Regions from separate parts of the Mus musculus genome. Here all the other regions are linked to region 3. Evidence: chromatin contacts called from public HiChIP or PLAC-seq data. All regions are on one chromosome and are shown on one strand. Each heading gives the region's core, a stretch centred on a gene start, on an enhancer-like site or on the middle of the called end of the contact. The rest is flanking DNA. Distances are from core to core; before and after follow the strand shown.

Region 1 (2,826 bases), core at 234-2,733, 2.4 Mb before region 3:
ACAGCGGTACATTCCTGTCACCCCAGCATTTCAGAGAGGGAGGCGGGAGGATTGGAACTTTAAGGCTCATCTGGAATACATAGTGAACTCCAGGTGCTTCTGGGATAGTAGAGATCTTTTATCAAAGCTATCCAGACCCAAACAAAACAAAACAAAACAAAACAACAAAGGTGTTCTAATGACTGTACCTTAGGGAAGCTGGTGATGATGCGGTCCTGGCTCACAGGGGGCCCCAAAGGGGTCCAAGAGGACCTCATTCTTCCAGTGTTCTGCAGACTCAATCAGTGGGGTAAAGAGTATTACATAAAACATGCAAGACGTAGTTTCTGCATTATGGCCCAGTCGGTCGGACTAGAACAGATTATGCTAGGTGTCACATGATCAAACAGAATTCTGAATGGGCTAGTTTTCCAACAAAACAAGAGATCTTTGGGACTTCTGTGGGAAGTCAAGGGGACCAGTCAACCTGAGCTGGCATGAATTATCCTCCAATTGAAGTAACTTTGAAATAACCAATTTGCTTTTTACTATTTTTACTCTCCTTCCTTTTTCTGTCTATAAAATCAAACTCCTACCCACGTGCAGTCGTGATACGGGTCTATACAGTCAGCACTTGGGAAGCAGAGGCAGGAGGGTGATGGGTTCCGGAGTCCTTCCATGACACACTGAGAGCCTGTCACACCAAGAGACTCAAACGGAGCCAAGCAAAACAAGACAACACTCAAGTTTATTTCACAGGATGAAGTGTTGCCCAATTCTACATTCACAGAGTCAATTAGGGCAAAAATTGTTATATTTGTCTTTTAACAAGACCCAGGAAGCCATACAAGTTCTCAAAATGCACCTGTGACTTAAAACATATCTGGGTCTCCATCCCTACCACCATTGTTAGGCAGAGGCCATTCACGCTGTAGGCAGCACAGTGGAGGAAGGGCAGCCCATACCCCATCTTGCCGAGTCGGGAGGTGACCCCATGCCTAGGAAGAGGGGCTCCTTCTTTGCATTCACTTCCTTGGCATGTGGGAGGTATTAAAAAAACAAACAATCCAAAAACCAAACCAAACATACAAAACCCAATCCTGGCTATGGAATAGAGTAGGGAGGGGTCCCTTGCCCTTAGTCTGTTGGAGTCTCTGAGTGAATTTAGGTTCTAGCCACTTTCCCTGCCCTACATCACCCAGAATCTACCCCACCACCACTCCTAAATCTGCTGTCCTCTTCTGACCTGGCTCCTGCAGAGGCCTGGCCCAGGATGGACGCTCACTGAGGAAGACCAGGCCTGCAGGCCACACTCAGGCTTGGGGGTAGGTGGAGGGCAGGGGGCTTGACAGCCTCAGGACCATAACCTCCAGGACGCGTCTGCAGCCGGGAGGGTGAGAGGACTCACCAAGCTGCAAAGACCAGGTTCCGGCGCGCAGGCCGCTGCAAATCACCACAGCAACAGTGGCCTCGCGGGACTGGCTCGTAGCTCCCGAATCCCGACGTCGGGGGCGGGGTCTGGACCCTCCTCCAGTCCTCCGATAACGCTGGCACGAGGCCCTCGCGGAGTCATCACCATAGCAACGAGAGCCTCCCGGGACCTCGAGCTTTGCACTGCTTGCTCAGAGACTTCCGGACTCCACTGCAGCGCCCCGGGCTCACCATGACAACCAAAGCGTAGATGAGCAGGCGGGGCCAGAGCGTGCGGTTGGCTCAAGGTTCACTCTTGCTACTTTGGTGGGTCGGGTCGTGACGGCCTCCCGAGAAGGAGTTATGATATGGCACTGAAGCCCTGCATCTTCCCTGCTGCAAGGGAAGGACACGCCTCACGCCTACCATCTGCCTTACTGCATCCGTTTGAATTTAATGCTTTTTGGAAATCGTGCCTGGCTTCTGGAGTGCAGGCTGAAAAATTAATTTCCTCGGTTAATGGATGTTTAAAAAGCGACTCAAGTTACTGTGCTCCTTCCAGCTAGTTTCTGTTGAAAAGCAAGGTGTGGAGGATAGGATGTATTCCAGAGGCCTTATAACTCTTATCAGAACTCTTACCAAAATTGAAAAGTTCAGGTTTCCCAACTCTGTTCTCTCTCTCTCTCTCTCTCTCTCTCTCTCTCTCTCTCTCTCTCTCTCTCTCCCTCCCTCCCTCCCTCCCTCCCTCTCTCTCTCTGACAAGAAAACTAAAAGCCTCATTCAAAAAGATTTGCCTAGCGAGTTAGAAATAGAATTGAACCCAGATTTTCTGACTCCCAGCCCAGGGGGTATTCACACTTTCTTAAAATAAAACTAGGGCAGTGTGGGCTAGAGAGGCCCTTTGTGAAGGACAGCGGCAGGTAGATTTCTAAGTGTGGTACTGGATCCTTGGTAGATCTATTTCAATTGTCTTTAATGCAACAGGAAGTATTCTTATGCCTTTGCTTGAGACCTTTGTTGAATGATTTGATTTCTTTCTGTACTTTATGTATATGGGTACTTTTGTCTGCATGTACATCTGTACAGAAGACGGCATCAGACAGTTGTAAGCTGTGCTGCCATGTGGGTGCTGGGAATTTAACTCAGTATCTTCAGAAGAGCAGTAAGTGCTCTTACTCACTGAGCTATCTCTCACCACCACCATCACACACACACACACACATTGGAAACAGGGTTTTTCTGTATAACAAACCTGGCTGTCCTAGAACTCTCTCTGTAGACCAGACTGGCCTTGAACTCAGAGATTCTGAGATCTGTCTGTTTCAGCCTGCCAAGTGCTCTGATTAAAGGCTTATGCCACCACGGCCTGGCAAGTGGTTCCACTTCTAAGGCCTCAAGTTTAAAGGGTCCTATATCTCCAAAGCTCAGGTTACTCAG
Region 2 (2,829 bases), core at 193-2,692, 2.3 Mb before region 3:
GCCCATAGGCAGGTCTGACCTGAGCCCGGGGTATCTCTCTCCCAGGCCCCTCCCAAGCCCCCCTGCACTGCACCGAAGGAAGGCCTGGTTATCAGAGCACAGCCCTATTTCCCCCTGAGGAAGGTGAATCAGTCCTGGGAGGGCTGGCCCAGTCCACTCCCACCCTTCCACCTTAGCACAAGCCCTAGGGGAGCCAGTACTCAGTAAATGTTTGCTTAATTGAATCTGGCCAAGCAGCTTCCTCTAGACAGGGGCCAGGTTAGCAGACCTAGATGATGATTCTCAGCGCTAAGAAACCACTTGGGCAGAAAAGAGTGTCAAGGCTCAGGGTCCTGCCCCAATCTCCTCCACAGACAAGGCGACATCGTTACCAGGCTGGTCCCTCCACCCTGAGACTCACACTCCAGGGAACCCTGGTCTCACTTGGCATTGCTTTCCCATCCTCCTCTCTGTAACAGGATCCCCAATTCTCGGCCTAGGCAGATTCCTGCCATCCTCCATCCAGATAGGCTCAGCACCTCCCTAAAGGCAGAGCCCCCATAGATTCACCGCAGGATCCGGAGCAGAGGCCCTCACACCCCTCCCCAAACACCCCACCGCCTTTTAAGGGAAAAAATATTGAGCCAGGAACACATTACAATCGCAGCAGGTCGATACTCATCTCTGGCTCCAAATGCCTCCAAGGAACCTGCTCCGTTGCAAGAGCGATGACCGAGAACAGCGAGCTGTTGTACCGGGCCTCAGGGCCCTCTCTTCCCGTTTTTATTTTTTTATTTTTTTACCCAAGGCCAAGCTCCTGACACCTGCGGCTGCCTGTACCCCTGGACCCCCGGAGAGAGACCCCCCGCCTGGCGTCGCTCCTGCAGATCGCCCGCCTGCACTCCGCACCCGCTCAGGGCGTGCAGTGGTCCCACATCATCCTCTGCACCCCCTGCCCAATTTCGTCAGGTGGCAGCCACCCCTTCCAAGGGTTACTGGGCCGCCGCTCCTCCCTCCCAAGGCACCTGTCTGGGCCATAGCCACCCCCTGCCCACCTAGCAGACAACCCCACCCCTAGCGGGCTCTCCCACCCGGAGGGGCATCCCTGCCTCTGCACCCCTAGCCCTATAGATCTCGGGTCCCCAGCACAAAGGCCCCAGGCCCCGACCCGGGTGGGGGTGGGGTGCGCCCCAGCCGCGCCCCCAGCCCCGGGTTCAGCTGTGCGCGCCGGGGCCGCTGGTGCGCTCACTCACTCACCTCCCGGGCGCGGCTTCGTGCGTCGGTCGAGCTGCACCCGGCGGGGCGGGGCCGCGAGCGTAGGGCTGTGGCGCCCTGGTTCTGCACGAAGCGGGTGCCGGCGGCCGCGCGAGGACGTGACCGGTCCGCGGGTGGCACACACGCTCCGCCGCCCTGGCTCCCTCCTCCGCCCTCCCGCGCCGCCTGCAAGCGGGTCCACCCGCCCCGCACCGCGCCGCCGCCGGCAGGGGGCGGAGTCGCGAGCGCAGTCCGTTGCCAGGCCAACCGCGGGCGGGGTCTGCCGCTTGTCTGCCCCGCACCACGCGCTGCCGCCCGACCACTAGCTCCGGCTCGTTTTCCATTGGGCGATAACTGCCGACGGACGTGCGAGTAGTCCAATAACGACAGACAGGGGAGGGGCGCGGCTGTGCGCGCGCCGCCTTACCGCACGCGCTGCTGGCTCCAGCTACTGTGGCACTGCACTGCGCCGAGCCTTCCCGAAGCTACTTCTAGCATCTTGGGAAACCCACCTTCAGAGCAGTGTAGCCCCGGTTCCTTGCACGCTGGCTTTCCTGCCCTACCTCAAATGGGGTTCGAACTCAGCCCTGGCAACCTATTCTCCCACAATGTCTTTTTGCAAGGTGCTGTCGTCCAGGCTTCCTTGGATAATGTCAATAATCCTTTAGGGCGCGAGAAAACCCTGATGGGTTAAGCTGGAGAGATTTCGCAGCATATGGTTCGCCCTCTCTTCTGCTCTCCTTTTTTAGCATGTAGGGGCACTTCTGGGAGTCGACCCCCGCAACAGAGAGAAGCCGAAGGGTCCCAGATCAATGAAGCCCCTGACCTCTTTGGAAACTCCCCAGGAGACATCAGATCTTTGACAAACGAACCTAGCTGTGAGATTCTACTCTCATCAGGAGGAGTCCGTCTGTGGGTCTTGGCTGGTAGTACCTTACTCCTGTACAAGAAAGACTCAGGCCAGGTGCCACCACAATAGTGCCTCTCTGCCTTCTCCATCCTTGTAACTTTAAGCATATGTGCCTTAGAGCCCAGGATGAGATGGGGAGCCATGACGATAATGTTGGTGCTTGCCAGCTAGACGCTCCAGAGGCAGGACAACATCACACCACTTTCCGTGGGATTGTCTCAATTGTGCAGTGGCTGACTGTTGTACTGCATACCCCAGGTAGACAGCCCACCTGTGAAAGGGCTGCCTAAACTTTTAGGGATGGGACCAGGTACTGGTTATGGGTACTACTGAAGCCAGTCAAGACACCTGTCTTGCTACAGTGACCAATAAGGACCGAAGGACTTTTGCTAATGGCTAAAGAGCATTTCTACCAACTCATCCGGCTGTGCAGCCAGTCTGTCACTGGAACCTGGCTGAGAGTCAGTCTCCTAATCTGTCAAAAACTGTACTATCGACTCTTCAGAGGGTTAATGTATGTAGGAAATACACCTTAGCAAGTGATTTAGGCTGGGCAGAGGCAGTTTCTGCAGCAGGTTCAGGGGGCAGAGTTCATCCTTCTGCTGAGGGTAAAACCAATGTAGGAATTACATTTGACAGTTGAATTTGCAATGGAACTTACAATATTCCTGGCGAGGGAGCAGAGG
Region 3 (2,918 bases), core at 178-2,677:
TGGCTACAGAGCAGTTTGTCTTTCTTCCGCGAGTTCTGTTTACCGTGGGGACAGAAGCAGGGATTAGTCTTCCCTTCTGATACTAGAGACCAGCCATTTTGTTCTTCCCCATTGCTGCCCACTATTTCAAGAGGCTATCCCAGGACCAGCCCCGCCCCCTGTCTTCTGAAACGCTGGGTCCCACTTTGCACATACATACCCTCATAAACTCCTCCATGATCTTGGCAGGCAGCTCTGCTTCTTCCTGCAAGCCTACAGGTTCTAGAATGGCTGCTGCCTCAGCCAGAACCCTGTAAGGCATGAGTGAGATTGTGCTATGGTACCACACGAGCTCGAAGGAACATATGCAGTGGCATCTATGTCAGGAGGGTGCCAATGCTCAGAGGCTACCCAAGGGTCTTAAGGGACTTTAGGCTGAGATCAGAAACACCATGTACCTGGACAACATACAGTAGCAACTAAGCGCCATGAGGAAATCACCTGAAATACTGGAGGATAGGGACTGTGCAGACATGACTACATGTTTAAATAGGGGGGGTCACAATGGGTAAAAACTCGATGAATCCGTCTGAAAGCAGCAGGGGCATATATACAGAAACAGAGAAAAGCCAAAGTTCAGGCAAGCCTTGGAAGACATGCTAGTAATGGCTGATCTCAGAACGTATGATGTGTAACCCACCCAGCCTTTCCAGATTGGCTGGAACAATCCACTAGAGGACAGAGATACAGATAAAAAAATACTAAAGAAGAAGGTTGTGACAGAAGGTCCTAGAATGGTAAAGGGTTGGTTACGACATCTGTAATGGAGCTGGCTTTTTTAGAATACTACGCCACAGGGCTCAGGGTGGGTGAGGTAATGTCCCTCAAAGGCAGCATCCGACATAAGGTGACCTACGTCAGCCATCCAGATGTATCACTCCGCATACAGAAAGAAGTCCCTGCTTAGTCATACCCCTGCAGCAGAATGCCACAAAGACCCTAATAGGCATCATTCCAAAAAAGAGACGTTGTCACACAGTCAAATTCTGCACTCCTGAATTGAGGCGACATCAACCCTCAAAGGCCACACTCATGGAGTAGGATGACAGTCTTTTCGGGCTGCATTATCTTTTCTAATTGAAACTGCTCCTCGGGGCCTACACTCCAGAATCCAGGTGACATCGTCTCTTAGGGCCCGCACTCCTCAGCTAGGGTGACAAGATCCCTCAGAAGTCGCACTCCTGAACTAGGGCGCCACTGTCCCTCCGCCGCCACTGCCCGAGCCGCCGCCCCAGGCCCTCGCCTTCCACACTCACTCTTTCGTCGCAACAGCGTTGTTTTTCTCCGCAACAGCGTTTTTCTCCGCGTCCGCCATCGTTCTGTCGCTCACCACGCCTTTGGATTCTCCTGGACTGCCCGCCTAGGTCGAGATTGGTTTCTGGGTAAGTGGGCAGGACTTTAAATGACGTCACCTCTTTTCATTGGCCGGAGTCGATTCCGGTCCCGCCCCCGTACGCAAGCGTAGGCGGTTTTTCGGTTCTGGGGGCTGGCTGGAGGTTCTGAGCCTGCGCAGTAGGAAGCACTGATAGCTGAAGGCCAGACAGTGAGAAAGCAAAATTTGGTGGGTGCAGACACCGGAAAAAGGCTATTATCTGTTCCAGTAGTCACGCTTTCCTATTAAATGTACTGCTGCGGAAGAAAGGAGGTGGGCCTCTCCTCCACGACGCTGAAGAATACTGATCTTATAAGTAAATACTATATGAGTTCAAAACATTGTGCTTTTAAAGACCTTAATCAGAGATCCCAGTTGGGTCTCTTGTGTGGACAAGTCCCAGCTGAAACTGAGGGTGGGCGTTGGTCGCCAGAGTGCAGGAGGGAGAGAAAGAAGGCTGCACCTAGAGAACCCAGAGCCAGCAGCTTTCTGAAATACTCTGCTGAATCCTGAGCTGTATCTGAGGAAATTTCCTGAAGGGAATTTTAAAGATGCTTTGGAGATTAAAGCAGAGTCGATATTAGATACCATTTTCACAGATTGGTATTGAAGAATGCCTACTCAATGGTGAGCAGATACACCACTGAGAAGTGTCGCCTTGCGACTGGCAATAAATAACCCTACCTACGTTGAGCACTGCTGTGGCACCATCTAACAGATTAAAGGAATGAGGCCTTAACAATCCCTTAAATGTGAGACCAACTAGACTGCAATAATGAAGATGAGGTTACAAAAAAAAAAAAAAAAAAAAAAAAATCACCAAGCAGTAGGTTCGGCTTACAATTCCTGATCTTTGCTTAGTCATTCCCAGGCATGACTAAAAGAAAATTCATTATTAGATGAATAAGTCACTGTTTAGAACAGAAATGGATGTTAAGACATCAGACAAGCAGAACATCTTTGTGTTCCAGAGAAGGAGTAAACAGAAACCAAGATGTGCTACAGATGTGGGCAAGAGGAACTCTCATGTTACTGCTGGGTGTGTTTTGAAAACAATGTTTCCTCAAAGGGTTAAACATAGAATTACTGGATGATCTATAATTTTCCAAGTATAATTACAAAGGAAATTAACATATAAACACAAAAATGCACACAACACACGAAATCTGTAAGAGCCAAAAGTAGAACAAACCTGTCATGACACAAGGAATGAGAAGAACTACTGTAAATGGAATACAAATTTATAATAACCAAAAATGGGGTATTATTGTATGGGAATCTAGCAATGAACCTTGAAAAAATGAAGCCAGGTAAACAAAATTGCAGATTTGATTCTTTCTTTCTTTCTTTCTTTCTTTCTTTCTTTCTTTCTTTCTTTTTCTTTTTTCTATCTTTCTTTCCTTTTTTTTTTTTTTCCTTGTGTTTTTCCAGACAGGGTTTCTCTGTATAGTTCTGGCTGTCCTGGAACTCACTCTGTAGACCAGGCTGGCCTCAAACTCAGAAATCT

The links. HiChIP or PLAC-seq counts read pairs in DNA pulled down with a chosen protein or histone mark.
Region 1: a contact with region 3 is called in an H3K4me3 HiChIP or PLAC-seq map of stem cell-derived neural progenitor cells, with 10 times the contacts expected there. The contact joins the promoter of Rab36 here to the promoter of Zwint in region 3. A contact is called at or near these places in 2 of 115 datasets of contacts at active chromatin or transcription factors (astrocytes and stem cell-derived neural progenitor cells).
Region 2: a contact with region 3 is called in an H3K27ac HiChIP or PLAC-seq map of cardiomyocytes, with 16 times the contacts expected there. The contact joins the promoter of Gnaz here to the promoter of Zwint in region 3. A contact is called at or near these places in 1 of 39 promoter capture datasets (pre-B cells) and 1 of 115 datasets of contacts at active chromatin or transcription factors (cardiomyocytes).

What each region holds. Positions count from the first base shown.
Region 1 is chr10:75,035,883-75,038,708 of GRCm38.p6, reverse strand. Rab36 (RAB36, member RAS oncogene family) reads right to left here and starts at 1,483. Exons shown (of 10, transcript NM_001359272.1): 1 at 189-1,483. The coding sequence starts at 257.
Region 2 is chr10:74,965,790-74,968,618 of GRCm38.p6, reverse strand. It overlaps Gnaz (guanine nucleotide binding protein, alpha z subunit), which reads right to left and starts at 1,442. Exons shown (of 4, transcript NM_010311.4): 1 at 1,237-1,442. The region is part of intron 4 of Rsph14 (radial spoke head homolog 14 (Chlamydomonas)); the gene reads left to right.
Region 3 is chr10:72,653,355-72,656,272 of GRCm38.p6, reverse strand. Zwint (ZW10 interactor) reads right to left here and starts at 1,427. Exons shown (of 8, transcript NM_001293683.1): 1 at 1,296-1,427; 2 at 200-290; 3 at 1-35. The coding sequence starts at 1,354.